Linked DNA regions of Sus scrofa: region 1 is linked to region 2. Evidence: chromatin contacts called from public Hi-C data. All regions are on one chromosome and are shown on one strand. The core of a region is the stretch at or near the end of the contact, and the rest is flanking DNA. Distances in the headings are between cores, read along the strand shown. Region 1 holds the start of SPECC1 (cytospin-B). Region 2 overlaps SPECC1 (cytospin-B).

What was found. Hi-C and Micro-C count contacts between places; a contact is called where the count stands out from the background.
Region 1: a Hi-C map of skeletal muscle shows a contact between it and region 2, with 2.2 times the contacts expected there. The contact joins the promoter of SPECC1 here to the enhancer-like site in region 2. A contact is called at or near these places in 1 of 5 promoter capture datasets (fetal liver) and 15 of 47 Hi-C or Micro-C datasets (alveolar macrophages, blood, brain and 9 more).

What each region holds. Positions count from the first base shown.
Region 1 is chr12:59,699,719-59,707,105 of Sscrofa11.1, forward strand. It overlaps SPECC1 (cytospin-B), which reads right to left and starts at 5,884. Exons shown (of 15, transcript XM_021066294.1): 1 at 5,814-5,884.
Region 2 is chr12:59,614,390-59,621,612 of Sscrofa11.1, forward strand. All of the region lies in intron 3 of SPECC1 (cytospin-B), which reads right to left. Among named protein-coding and RNA genes, the nearest start is that of SPECC1, 88 kb to the right of the region's middle. Within about 2 kb of position 2,357, at least 29 of the 83 cell types and tissues checked have an H3K27ac peak or open chromatin away from gene starts, as enhancers often do. A contact at or near this core is called in brain, embryonic fibroblasts, omental adipose tissue and 1 more, where this site is marked.

The sequences.
Region 1 (7,387 bases), core at 4,634-7,133, 89 kb after region 2:
GAGCCTCGCAGGAAGTAAGCACAAGAAATAGACAACATAAAACAAGACAGCGGCAATAGACATCGTGAGTCAAGCACACCTGGGTTAAAGGCACCTGTTGAAAGATCCGGATTTCATACCCATTAGGATGCTTACTATTAAAAAAACAAGCAGGAGTTCCCGTCGTGGCGCAGTGGTTAACGAATCCGACTAGGAACCATGAGGTTGCGGGTTCGGTCCCTGCCCTTGCTCAGTGGGTTAATGATCCGGCGTTGCCGTGAGCTGTGGTGTAGGTTGCAGACTTGGCTCGGATCCTGCGTTGCTGTGGCTCTGGCGTAGGCCGGTGGCTACGGCTCCGATTCAACCCCTAGCCTGGGAACCTCCATATGCCGCGGGAGTGGCCCAAGAAATAGCAACAACAACAACAACAAAAGACAAAAAGACAAAAGACAAAAACAAACAAACAAACAAAGAGAAAACAGCAAGTGTTGGAAAGGACAAGGAGGAACGGGAATCCCTGTAGACTACCGGGGGAATGGAAAACGGTACAGCTGCTGGGGGAACACTATGGCAGTACCTCAAAAAATCACAAACAAAACAACCATACGATCTAGAAATTCCACTCCTGGGTAATTACCCAAAAGCCTTAAAGGCAGAATCTGGGAAGGCATATTCGTAGCAGCATTATTCAGAATAGCTCCAACGTGGGGCGCTCCCTTCGTGGCTCAGCGGTTAACAAACCCGACAAGGACCCATGAGGTTGCGGGTTTGTTCCCTGGCCGCGCTCAGGGGGTTAAGGATCCGGCGTGGCTATGAGCTGCTGTGTAGGTCACAGATGCCGTTTGGATCTGGAGTTGCTGAGTTGCTGTGGCTGTGATGTAGGCTGGCAGCTGTAGCTCCGTTTAGACCCCTAGCCTGGGAACCTCCATATGCCACGGGTGTGGCCCTAAAAAGCAAAAACCAAACAAACAAACAAAACAAAACAAAAAAAAAGAAGAAGAAGAACAGCTTCAATGTGGAAGCAACTGAGAGATAAAATGATACAAAGTGGAGTTCCCTTGTGGCTCAGTGGGTTAAGGATCCAGTGTTGTCCCTGCTGAGGAGCAGGTTCAGTCCCTGGCCTGGGAACTTTCACATGCTGGGGCACAGCCAAAAAAAAAAAAGATAAAAATGATGCCATGTGGTCGACCCACAAAATGGCATAGTAACCAGCCTTAAAAAGGAAGAGCCTTCTGAGGCTCCTCACAACGTGGACTGACCCAGAGGACGGTTTGCTGAGCGAAATAAGCCAGTCACAGAAGCACAAACACTGCATGAGGCACTTCTATGGGGTCCCGAGAACAGGCAGTTTCATGGAGACAGGAAGCACCACTGCTGATCCGGGAGCTGGTGGGGGGGGGGGTGTATTCGCTGCTTAATGGGGACAGAGTTTCTGGTTTGCAGATGCAGAAGTTCCAGAGACTGGTTACACAACAACGTGAACATACTTAATACTCGTGAACTGTACACTTAAGAATGATTAAGATCGTACGTTTTATGATATATGCATTCCACCACCACTTTTCAAAAAAGACAAACAGTAATAACACAAAATCTCGACATGAGCGCATCACAAGCAGTACCACCTAAAACAAAGCACAGAAAATTGAAAATAAAGGAAAAGATATGCCCGATAAAAGCTACCAGAAATAAAGCAGCTGTGGCAATATTAATGTCAGATAAAACAGAATTAAAAACGAACAAAAAATAAGATGACTACTTTATTTCCAGAAGGTACAATTCACCAAAGATAGAAGAATTACGAACCTTAAGCATCTAAAAACAAAGCTTCAAAAGTACAATGCAGGAGTTCCCGTCGTGGCACAGTGGTTAACAAATCCGACTAGGGACCATGAGGTTGTGGGTTCGGTCCCTGCCCTTGCTCAGTGGGTTAACGATCCGGCGTTGCCATGAGCTGTGGTGTAGGTTGCAGACGCGGCTCGGATCCTGCGTTGCTGTGGCTCTGGCGTAGGCTGGTGGCTACAGCTCTGATTCGACCCCTAGCCTGGGAACCTCCACTTGCCGCGGGAGCGGCCCAAGAAATGGCAAAAAGACAAAAAAAAAAAAGTGCAATGCAAACATATATATATGCACACACGTTGCCTATGGGTGCCCTATAAATATATACAATATTGCAAAAACTAATAAAAAAAAAACCCTCAAGGAATCACAGTGGAAGGCTTTAACTCTCAGAATCAATAGGTCAAACAGAAAAAATACGTTAAGGGTACAGAAAATATAAACTATGACTAATAAATTTGAGACAAATATTTAACTTTGCACAAGGAAAAAAATCATTCAACTTGACATTTCATTAGACTACAAATTAATTTCTGTTTTTCACCTTCATCTCCAAGCAAGAGGACAGAATTGAAGTCCAAAACCTTCCAGCTACAAAACATCTTTTTAAAATGTTGGGAAAAAATAGATAAATAACTTTGGAATCAATGGATTAGAGAAACCTGGTGGACCTAAATTCAAGAATGTGGGCAAAATAAAGGCATGTCCAGATATTACAGGAACAGAAAACGTACGAACAGTAACAGAACTTCTAAAGAATGGACTTCAGGGAGGAGGAAAGTAAGGAGCATCTGGAACCAGGAAAGAAGAATTAAGACGATGCCAATGGGGGGCCCGACTATGCTGTTGGTGGGAATGTAAATTGGTGCAGCCCCTGTGGAAAACAGTAGGGAGACTCCTCAGAAAAAAAAAAATAAAATTAGCATTTGATCCAGCAGTCCCACGCCTGGGCATCTATCCAGAGAAAACCATGACTCGAAAAGATCCATGCACTCCAATGTTCACTGCAACACTATATACAACAGCCAAGACATGGAAACTACCTGAATACCCACCGACAGAGGGGTGGATCAAGAAGATGTGATACACAGACACAATGGAATATTACTCAGCCATTAAAAGGAACGAAATACTGGCATTTGCAGCCACATGGATGGACCTAGAAATGATCATGCGAAGTGAAGTCGGTCAGACAGGGAGACACCAACATCATGTGCTCTCACTTCCATGTGGAATCTGAAAAAAGGACACAATGAACTTCTTTGCAGAACAGATCCTGAGTCACAGACTTTGCAAAACCTGTGGTTTCCAAAGGAGACGGGTTGGGGTTGGAGGATGGGCTGGGGGCGTGGGATGGACATGCTGTAAAATTGGGTTGTGATGGTCATTGTACAACTATAAATGCAGTAAAATTAATTGAGTTAAAAAATAACAAATGTTTAAAGAGACAATGTAAGTGGGTAGAAAAAATCTAATAAATATTGACCTAGAAAATGATAATAATAACAGCCACAGCAATAAGATCGAATTTGAAGGGTTAGAGTATAAAACAGAGCTAAGGGCAAAGGAGAGGTGACAGGAATTGGCAGTCCTTGCCTTGATGAGGAGAAAGACTGAGTGAGCCCATAAATGATCGAATCTTTCCATTCAGAAGGCTGGCACTTGACTAAAAGAAACTCATATTGAGTAGAAAGAAAAGGAACAGAAATAAGTGCCATAGAAAAACTAAAATCAATAGAATTAAGCAATAAATCCAATGGTTCTTTGAAAAGACAAATAAAATCAGCAAGCAAGCATTAATCAAGCCTAACCAGTCAAAAAAGAAAAGGCACACACACACACACACACACACATGCACACACAAGTACAAACAAGGAAGAGAGAACACCAAAGATGTGGAGGTCGATTTTTCCTGCAACAGAATACTAGTTACAACATTACACTAACATATATTAAATTTCAGTAATGTTAATGATTTTCTAGGAATATATAAAGTGTGAGATTGACTTTAAAGAGATAGAAAACCTGAGAAAAGTCAACAATTGTGGGAAAAAAACAGACAGTTAATTACTGATACCTCCAAAAGCACCCCAAACCAAAACAAAACCACCAGCAGCCCAGTCTGTAGTCAGGTTCTGCCACACTTCAAGGAACAGATCATTCTTCTGTTCCAGAGCATAGAAAATGATGGCAGGTCTCCCCACTTCATCAGGGAGGGCAGCATAGCCTTGAATATGAGCTCAGGCAAAATGCGAGGAGGGTGGAACAAATAGAGGCCAAGCTCACTTATAAACACAGACGCCCAAATCCTACATAAAAAACGTTCGCTAATTGAATCTATCAAACAACCCAAATGTGCACTTTAAATTATCCTAGGATTTTAGAGTCAGAGAAGCTAGCAGTATAATCACCTCCGTTAACAAGATTAAGGAAAAAAACTACACGGTCCCGTCAACACGGTCCTTTAAAAACGCACTTGGGGGAGAGGGGCTCAACAAAATGGAAACGTAATCTGATAAAGAAGATACTTAGTGAGGATACACGGGAGCATCCCCCTAAAAGCAAGTCCAAGACTATTTAACCTTAATAATCAACACTGCCGGAGTTCCCGTCCTGGCGCAGTGGTTAACGAATCGGACTAGGAACCATGAGGTTGCGGGTTCGGTCCCTGCCCTTGCTCAGTGGGTTAACGATCCGGCCTTGCAGTGAGCTGTGGTGTAGGTTGCAGACGCGGCTCGGACCCCGCGTTGCTGTGGCTCTGGCGTAGGCTGGTGGCTACAGCTCCGATTCGACCCCTAGCCTGGGAACCTCCATATGCCGCGGGAGCGGCCCAAAGAAATAGCAAAGACAAAAACAAACAAACAAACAAAAAAAAAACACTGCCGATCGAAGATGAGAAAGTGCAAAGGTTAGAGCATCTGCTGTTTCTTAACAGAAGAGAAAACTGTCTACGGACAACAGACACACAAAACAACGGGAACCCTATTAAAACGTATAGAGCTCAATCTGGAGGCTTCAGATCTAGTTTTGGGCACCAAATTGCACTTGCTTATTTTGAGAGTTGATCCTGTGAAACTATTTTCTGTAAAGGAAGGCATCAGGATTGACAGGCTTTGCTCCCCCCTACCCCACCCCCCGGTTCCCCATCTTAAGTAAAACGACAGCTTGTTTGAAACTAGATAACAAAATTCTTCTGAAACCAAAATTCGCTCCCGAGGACTGAGTTGTGACGACTCAATGGCACTTTTATCTGCTGCCTGCAGCGACCGCAGTTGCTCAAGGATAAGCATGTCAAGCAGCCCGAAAAATTCTGCCGATAGAGGGCAAGGGAGAGCAGCTTCCCCGGAACGCGTTTTTCTAACCGTACACCGCTTATTATATAAACTTACCTGCTGGCAAATGCAGAGCGCACAAAAGAAAAATAAGATATGCAGGCTCCAACTTGCTTAAAAAAAAAAAAAAAAGGCATAAAAAACTCACTGTGCTCCCAGGATGCGCAGGGAGGAGGCGTCCCCGCGGCGTTCCTGACCGGCGGCGCATCCCGGGCCATCGGGCATCCAAACGGCGCCAGGGCTCCAGGTGCGCCGCGCAGCCCCCTCCCCCAGCGCAACGGCGCCCACGGCCCCGCAAAGCCCGGATCCCACCGGCCACGCGGGCCCCGCCACGCAGCACCCCGGACAGCTCCAGCGGGGCCGCCGGGACCTGGCCAGGGGTCCGCAGGTCCGGGCCCGGGGCCGCAGCACCGGCCGCCGTCTTGCGCGACGGACAACCTCGGCCCGGGAGGGAGGCCGGCCACCTGCCGCGCCACCTGCGACACGGGTCCCGCCGCCCGGACTGGGCGGGCAGGACGCCGCCCCTGTGAGGGGCAGCCCGGCGCCCCGCACCCGGACCCCGCGTCCGGAACCTGGATCCGCACCCCGGACCTGGACCCGCACCCTGCAAAGACGACACGGCCGAGGCGCGAGAACCCCGCAGCTGGCGCGGCCCCTACTCACCGGCCCGCTCGGCTCCGCAGCCCGCAGCCCGCAGCCGCCGCGGCTCCCGCGCTCCCTCGCGGACTCCCCGAGGGGCTCCGGACGCCGAGCGCCGCCCCGAGGCGCCTGCAGGGGGCGCGCGCGCGCGCCGCGCGGGGCAGCCTGGGAGATGTGGTCCCGCGGTTCTGCGTCGCCAGCCGCCCACGGGTACCTGCGCAGCTCCGCGTGATACCCGGACCGCAGAGCTCGGTACCCGGGCGGCCCAGCATGGTACCCGACCAGCAGCTTCAGCGCCGCCTGGGGACCTGGTGGGAACGCAAACGCTCCCTCCCACCGAAGCTACGCAGGGTTTGCTGTATTGAGAACTGCATTTTGCACGCCCTTCCCGTGCGTCTGAGGTTCCCTCAAGTTTGAGAACCGCTGTACACCTCCCCCCATCTCAGCTGTGGCATCGGTTACACGCACATGGTCACACACCTGTCTTCTCCCGGGTGCGCTGCCGGCCCACACCTCCTCCCTCGCTCCAGCCCTCATGGCTCAGTGTCCACCCAGCATCTCCTCTAGGATGCCTCTGAGACACTCAGCCTCAACAGGATCAACACCAAACTCGGGATCCTCTCTGCCCTCCTCTGGTTCTGCTCCAGTGCGCCCGGTGTCCACTGCATGTATCACCCGGGAAGTCACTTAAGACCTTGGTGGGAGCTTGCAGGGTCGGCAGGACAGACTCATCCTTGGCCGAGGGAAGGAGGATGGGACGGAGGGAGGAAGGGCACAGGGAGGTACCAACCCCTCAGGACGTGAGGGGAGGGGAAGGACAGGTGCTGGTTACCGGGCTCCCTGGCAGCTGCTGAGGGAGGGTTGTTTAAAGACGCTTAAGTACTTATGAAAAGAACCCAGTTGAGAAGGCGGGGCAGACTACACAGGAGAGAAAAAGGCATCTCACACCCGGTGACTCCTGAAAAGCTGTATATGTGGGAGGGGGCAGGGGAAACCCCAGGCACACGTGGAGGGATGAGGCGGAACTAGAGGTTCCTGGGGGCCACTTGCCCCACCCCCACCCAGGAGGACTTGGCCGTGTCTGGACACAATGCGGTCGTCACACTTGGGGTGCCACCGCCATCTAGTGGGTGGAGGCCAGAGGTGCAATCACGGGCCGGGGCCCCCAACAAAGAAGCATCCCGCAGACTGGAGGTTTTGATGGAGTCAGAGATTCACTTATCTTATTGGAATAATTGAAAAGCCAAGCTGGAGAGGAGCTTGCGGTTAGAGAAGAGGATGGTCAGGTGAGGATGTGGGATGGACGTGGGGGGAGCAGAGGCAGGGTCACTGAGTGCCTTTATATCCATTGTGCAGACGGTGGGGGAGGAGTGGAGAGAATGAGACACCAAGGCCATGCCCCTGGACGTGGAAACCCGCTACACACACAGCCGGGCCCTTAGCCGCTCTGAGTGAACGTGACCAGTGAGTGAGAGAGCAGAGAGAGACCGGGGAAGCGCAGATACAAGCGCAGGGCAGGCGTGGGCTGGCCCCTTAGCGAAGAGCCGACCCAGGTGGCCTCAGGGGTGCCCAGGGGGGTCCGTGCTCCCATGGAGGCA
Region 2 (7,223 bases), core at 1,107-3,606:
TTCCCTTTGTGAAGGTGGAAGAGTCTAGAAAATCACCACATCTGTATGGAAAGTTGTGGCACTTCATCAAAGGGGAGCCATCTGGGAGTTCCCGTCGTGGTGCAGTCGTTAACGAATCCGACTGGGAACCATGAGGTTGCGGGTTCGGTCCCTGTCCTTGCTCAGTGGGTTAACGATCCGGCGTTGCCGTGAGCTGTGGTGTGGGTTGCAGACGCGGCTCAGATCCCGCGTTGCTGTGGCTCCGGTGTAGACTGGTGGCTACAGCTCCGATTGGACCCCTAGCCTGGGAACCTCCATGTGCCGCGGGAGCGGCCCAAGAAATGGCAAAAAGACAAAAAAAAGGGGGGGGGGGAGCCATCTGAGGAATCCAGATAAATATGCACCTATGAAACTGTTACTGGAAGAAAGAGGAAATTTTAGAAAATCTCTAATTTGCATCCTCATTGAAATTCAAGAACAACAACAACAACAACAAAGACAAAAGACAAAAAAAGACAAAAAAAAAAAAAAAAAGAAATTCAAGGACCTGGAGTTCCCATCGTGGCTCAGTGGTTAACGAACCGGAATGGTATCCACGAGGATGCAGGTTCCATCCCCGGCCTCACTCAGTGGCTTAAGGATCCGGCGCGGCCATGAACTGTGGTGTAGGTCACAGACGCGGCTCGGATCCAACGTTGCTGTAGCTGTGGTGTAGGCCGGCAGCTGTAGCTCTGATTCAACCCCTAGCCTGGGAACCTCCATATACCGTGGGTGCAGCCCTAAAAAGACAAAAAAAAAAAAAAAAAAAAAAAAAAAACTTAAAAAAAATTCAAGGAGCTTTTGCAGCTATGAGGCTAGAGCCAGAAGTCGTAAAGAAGCAGCAATTTGAGATGAGAGGAGTTAGACTAAAGATTAAAGACACATCATTGAAGTACAGAAAGCATATTAGATGATAAACTTTCAAAAATCAGAGGAGCTATGAAAGTAATCAAAAGAATGAAAAAAAAATACGTGTTGTGGAAGACATACTCAGGAGACCAAATATACACATACGTGAATTTCCCGAAGGCGACTCCAGGGTGAAAAGAAAAGCAATAATTAAAGTAATAAGGGAACGCCTTGAGGCCCTGTAATAACGCCACCACCCAATGCTAATAACTCTGGGCAAAAAAGGATGAGAAGAACTGAACACACACAACTGCATCTCAAGCCAAATTTCTGCATCTGATTTAATGGGGAAGCACCGAAAGCAATCACAGTGAAATGAGAATGAGGACACCGCAACTCACACACTCCGGCAGGAATCGGAAAGAAAAGGCAGCTGTGGGGACGGAGGGGACAAAAGGCATTGTTAGCAGCGGCTGATATAATCCTTCCCTCGGGGAGACACGTGAGAACCAACTGCAAACCGCTAGTACCAGTGAGGGAAGGAGTCGGTTACAAACCCAGTATTCTTAAACACCTCATTAAAAAAATACAGTGAGTGCTGGCTTCAGCCGCACATGTTCTAAAATTGGAAGGACAGAGAGATTAAGGGAGGGTGACATGCAAGTTCGGAAGAATTCCAAATTTACAAAAGGGGAAAGAAAGAGAATACAATGACTAAGGCATCCCATCCGCAAAGCAATAAAGATATAAGCCTGGGCATAAACTCAGCGAATGGAAGGAGGCGGACTGGGGGGAGGAGAGGACGGAGGAGGGAGGGAAAATAAGCGGACTTCAGGGAAAGGCCCAGAACTGGCGAGGCAGCCACTCTTCTGGTTGGGAAGACTCTGGAAAATCGTCCCTATTCCTGGGGGGGACGCCCCAGGGAAGCGCCAGGCCCCGACGACCTCGCGCCGCTGGGTCCCGCAGGGCCAGGAAACACCAGGTACCTCTCACCGTCCAGGACCTTGTAGTCCACGTGCCAAGTTCAAGACCCCCTCACCCCGGGGTCTCCCCCGACACCGCCTGAAGTTAAAGCCCGTTCCCGGTCTGTGGATGACGGCGGGAGAAAGAGAATGTGCTTACGTGGGGTGGAACATCACCCTGCCTAAAAGAGCCCCTTTCTCAGCACCTTTCCCGGCCTCCGAGGCGGTCTGCCCCCCCATCCTTCCAAAGCGAGCTGAGGCCGACTCACTCCGCGGCTCAGTCGCCCCCCGCCCCCGCCCATGCCCCTCCCCCACGGCTGCTCCCCCTCCTCCCGCAGCCGCAGCTTCTTCCACGTCTGCGCCGACGCGGGGATCTTCGTCCTGCTCGCTCCGTCCCCCTGTTGCCTGGGACAGTACTGGGCACACAGCAGGACGCAAAACCGTGCGCGCGCCGGGACCGCACGCGGGGAGGGTCGCGGGTCGGGGCCGGGCTCCCGGCGCAGCGCTCCGGCCGAGGCTGCCATCTAGCGGCGGGACCCCTCTGCAGCTTTGGGGGCCGAGAGGACAGCTGCCTAGCACGAGGGCCAGGCCCTTGGGCCAAGACGAGGTACCACCCCCCGGCACCACGGCGAGCCAAGGAAGAAGGTGCCTGGGCTGCGCTCAGATGCTCTCATACTGCCTGAAAAACCCGTTAAGAGGAGCGATGCTCCGTGTGCAAGGGCGGCGGGCATGGCTGGACCGGGGCACGTGGTCAGCCCTCTCTGGCACGTCCTGATGTGGATGAGACACCGCGACCTCCCGGAGGCTGGGCTGAGGGTGTGAGGCCAGCACCAAAGGGAGAGCGGGACACGCGGTAGGGCTGACCACGTGCCCCGGTCCAGACCCTGCTGCCCCTGCGCTCCCGTTACTGCAGACGGTGGCAGGGTCCCCGGGGGTGCTCGGCCAGGACACCTGACCTGGAATGGGCCAGCCCCCTTCAGGCGCTTCTCCCCACCCGTATCAGACGGCGGGTAGCACCACACGCGAGCGTCAGCAGCCACGCAATGGGTCTTACCTAGAGGGGAGCATCGCCCTGTTACCAGGTTTGAGGGCTCCTCCGTGAGGACAGATGGATGCCCCGGAAAAGTGCCCTACAGGCCGATCGCAGGTTTAACTATGGGGCGTTTAGAACCACTGACTTATTCCTCTGTATGGCAACTGCGTGACGAGATCCCTTCCCAAGTGAATACACTGGAAAGAAAACAGATTGCACCACACCATGCATTACAGAAAAATGTGTCCCAAAGCCGAAAGATCAAGAACTAAGACTCGAAGGCCACAGAAAGAATTCCGTCCTCTAAGAGTCTACGTATAATGTATAATGACCTCTTTTCTTTACAGGAAATCAAGGCCATGCTGCTAGCATTTTCCTTATTTTCTTTAGTTTTATTTTTTTCTTTATAGCTGAGTCTATAGAGAAAGGCCGTGAGTCCAGGGAGCGCCCAGTGGGGGCGCTGTTTCTAACACACGGTATCACCTCCCTCTTTGTCTCAGCGGTACTGAGATTTAAAAACCGCCTTTGTGACTAGTCCCAGCGCCCTCATTCCCTGGGTTTCGTGCATGTAAAACAGAGACAGAATGTGACCTGATACCACATGACCACCTGGCCCCACTGCACAACTGCAGCATCGCCACTCCGGCCGCTGCTCCGAATGGTGGGCTCATCAGCCCACGGACGGGTCCGAATTTACAACAAACGCAGTTTGAGGATACGTGACAATGTGTAAAAGTGCCAGCAGTCCAAAAGCCGATACGAAAAATGTTGAGGACCACTCGTATTTAAAAATAAAAGTACCAGGAGTCCCCGTTGTGGCGCAGCAGAAACACATCCAACTAGTATCCATGAGGATGCAGGTTCGATCCCTGACCTCGCTCAGGCAGTTAAGGATCTGGCGTTGCCGTGAGCTGTGGAGTAGGTTGAAGACACAGCTTGGATCCCACGTTGCTGTGGCTGTGGCGTAGGCCGGCAGCTGCAGCTCTGATTCAACCTCCAGCCTGGGAACCTCCATATGCTGCAGGTACAGCCCTAAAAATTAAAAAAAAATAATAAAAATAAATGAAAGCTCCAGAGCCAGTTGTAATTTTCTAATTCAACTCAATTAAGTCAAAGGATATCATTTCATTATAATCAAGTAGACAGCGAACTGAATTTGAATGATAACCTTAGGAATAAAACTGCACCTCACTGAATGGATAAAGAAGATGTACATACATACAATGGAATACTATTCAGCCCTAAAAAGAACAAAGTAATGCCATTTGCAGCAACATGGATGGACCTAGAGATGATCATACTACGTGAATTAGGTCAGACAGAGAAAGACAAATACTGTATTATATCCCTTGTATGTGGACTATAAAATATGGCACCAAAGAACTCAACAGAAACAGACTCATAGCCTAGAGAAGAAAGAGCCTTGTGCTTGCCAAGGGGCAGGGGGTGGGAGTTTGGGGTTTAGCAGATGCGAACTGTTATGCAGAGGATGGATAAACAAGGTCCTACCGGAGAGCTTTGGGAGCCACGGTCAACAGCCCGTGATACAGCGTAATGGAAGGAACATGTGTGTGTGTGTGACGGAATCATTTTGCTACACAGCGGAAACGAACACAGCAGTGTAAACCAGCGATACTTCCACCTAAAAAACTGCTTTTTACATTCCAGGAGCCCGTCGCGGTTCCTAAAACGTTCACAGACCCTTGGGATAACCTCACTGTGCTGCAGATTTGTGGTCGTTTCCTCACTGTGACAGGTAAGGAAGCTAAAGCCTGTGGGGTGTGGGAACCAGTAGAACCAACGTCTTTCTCTGGGATGCTGGACAAAGGCAGCGCATGCTATGATGGAGCCATTAAATAATCCAAAAACAAGTGGTTAAAAAACACTGCAGGAGTTCCCGTCATGGCTCAGTGGAAACGAATCTGACCAGTATCCACGAGGACGTAGGTTTGATCCCCGGCCTTGCTCAGTGGGTTAAGGATCCAGTGTTGCTGTGGCTGTGGTGTAGGCCAGCGGCTGCAGCTCTGATTTGACCCTGGGATATATGCCATGGGTGTGCCCCTGAAAAAAACAAACAAACAAAAAAAACAAAAAAAACAAAAAAAGAAAGAAAAGAAAGACTGCAAAAGGCAAGAAGAGGAAGGATTTGCCTAAAGCAAAAAAAAAAAAAAAAAAAAAAGGTTATGATTTGTATTTCTGTTTCTAATTTTTTAAAGCAGGGTACGCATGTGTTTTGAAAATTGTGAAACAGTATAGAAAGATCTAACATGAAAAGTCTCCTTCCTCCACTTTTAATTCTGGTAACTCTCCTCGTCCTTCCATGAAAAAAAAAAGTTATGATTTCAAAAATTAACATATATTTGAAAAAATTAAATAAGGTCAGACTCTATGCACCATGTTTTTTGGTTTTGGTCTTTTCTAGGGCCGCACTCACGGCTTATGGAGGTTCCCAGGCTAGGGGTCCAATCGGAGCTGTAGCTGCCAGCCTATGCCACAGCCTCAGCAACTTCTGGGATCCGAGCCGTGTCTGCGACCTACACCACAGCTCATGGCAACACCGGATCCTTAACCCATTGAGCAAGGGCAGGGATCGAACCTGCAACCTCATGGTTCCTAGTCGGATTCGTTAACCACTGAGCCACGACGGGAACTCCTATGTACCACGTTATTTTGCCCACTTAGTAATAATCTTTCCCTATTGGTACATACAAATCTACCGTGTCTGTTTTCATGGCTGCATACTATTCTGCTGTACTAAAATCTCACTGTGCAATCAGCCCTAGACTGTCACATACTAACGTATTTCCAGTATTTTGCTGTTACAATAATGCCACAACCGAACGGCTTGTCCATGTACACATCAGCATCCTTTTTCAGTAATGCTAAGTGCTAAGCAGTAGGAACCTTTGGGGAAAGATTATAGGAACGTCAAAGATAGATTTTCTATCACCTATACGTGGCATGCTGGCTCCCGCCCTTGGTAACACCGACAAGTATCACTCATTTTCATTTTACTAATGTGTCAGGGGAAATCGTGTGCCGTAATTATTGCTCTGATTTATATTTCCTTAGCTGTCACTGAGGCAGCATCTTTCTATTGACTATCTGTGTTCCTTTATGTGAACTACTCATTTCTCTTTTGGGCTATTTTTCTTTTTCTTATGGTTTATACCAACTCTTTGTAAATAAGCCCTTTGTGACGTGTTTCGCAAAAAAAAAAAAAAAAAATCCTCTTTTTACAAGGCAGTGTTTAATATCTCTGTGATTTTGCACCATTTCCTCTGTGGCTTCTGTGTTTGTTCCCACCCGGAAAGGCCCCTCCAAAGCTGAGATAACAAGCTGATTCTGTCTCTCTCTCTTTTTTTTAATGACTGCACCCGCAGCATATGCAAGTTCTGGGGAGTTCCCATCTTGGATCAGTGGTTAACAAACTCGACTCGCATCCATGAGAACGCGGGTTGGATCCCTGGTCTCGCTCAGTGGGTTAAGGATCCAGCGTTGCCATGAGCTGTGGTGTAGGCTGCAGACGCGGCTCGGATCCCGAGTTGCTGTGGCTGTGGTGTAGGCCAGCGGCTACAGCTCCGATTCGACCCCTAACCTGGGAACCTCCATATGCTGAGGGCATGGCCCTAAAGAGATAAAAAGACCAAAAAAACAAAGAAGTTGTTCTGGGGCCAGGGACTGAATCCAAGCCACAGCTGCAACCTAGACCACAGCTGTGGCAATTTCAGATCCTTTAACCCACTGCCCCGAGACAGGAATTGAACCTTCGCCTCCGCAGTGGCCTGAACCACTGCAGTCAGATGCTTAATCCACTGCACCTGGTTGGGAACTCCCACAGCTGATTATCTGGTATTTTCTCCGTACTTTCACGGTTTCACTTTTTACTATTTAAATCTTTAATCCACTTGGAAATGATTCTGATGAGAGAGGTGAGATAGGGACCCAGCTTAATTTTTTCCACAGACACAATCAGGAGTTCCCTTGTGGCTCAGCAGATTAAGGAGCCGGCATTGTCACTGCAGTGGCTTGGGTTGCGGCCGTGGCGTGGGTTCGTGGGTTTGATCCTTGGCCCGGGAACTTCTACATGCCAAGGGTGTGACCAAAGAAAAAAAAAGACCCAATCAGTCATTTTTTTGGAGTGAATGATCTGTCCTGGTCTAAAACGCCGTCTTTCTCCTACAGGAAGTCCTCCGGAGAACCCCGGGCTTCCTCCACTATTCCACCGAATGGCCTCCTTCTTCGCCAGTTCCGCGATGCTTAGGTCAGCCCCTTGATCACTGTTTTTCAGAAATTTCTGGGTATTTCTAGACTATTGATTCTTCTGTGGATCAGGGTTTATCAACAGCAGCCCTCTTGAC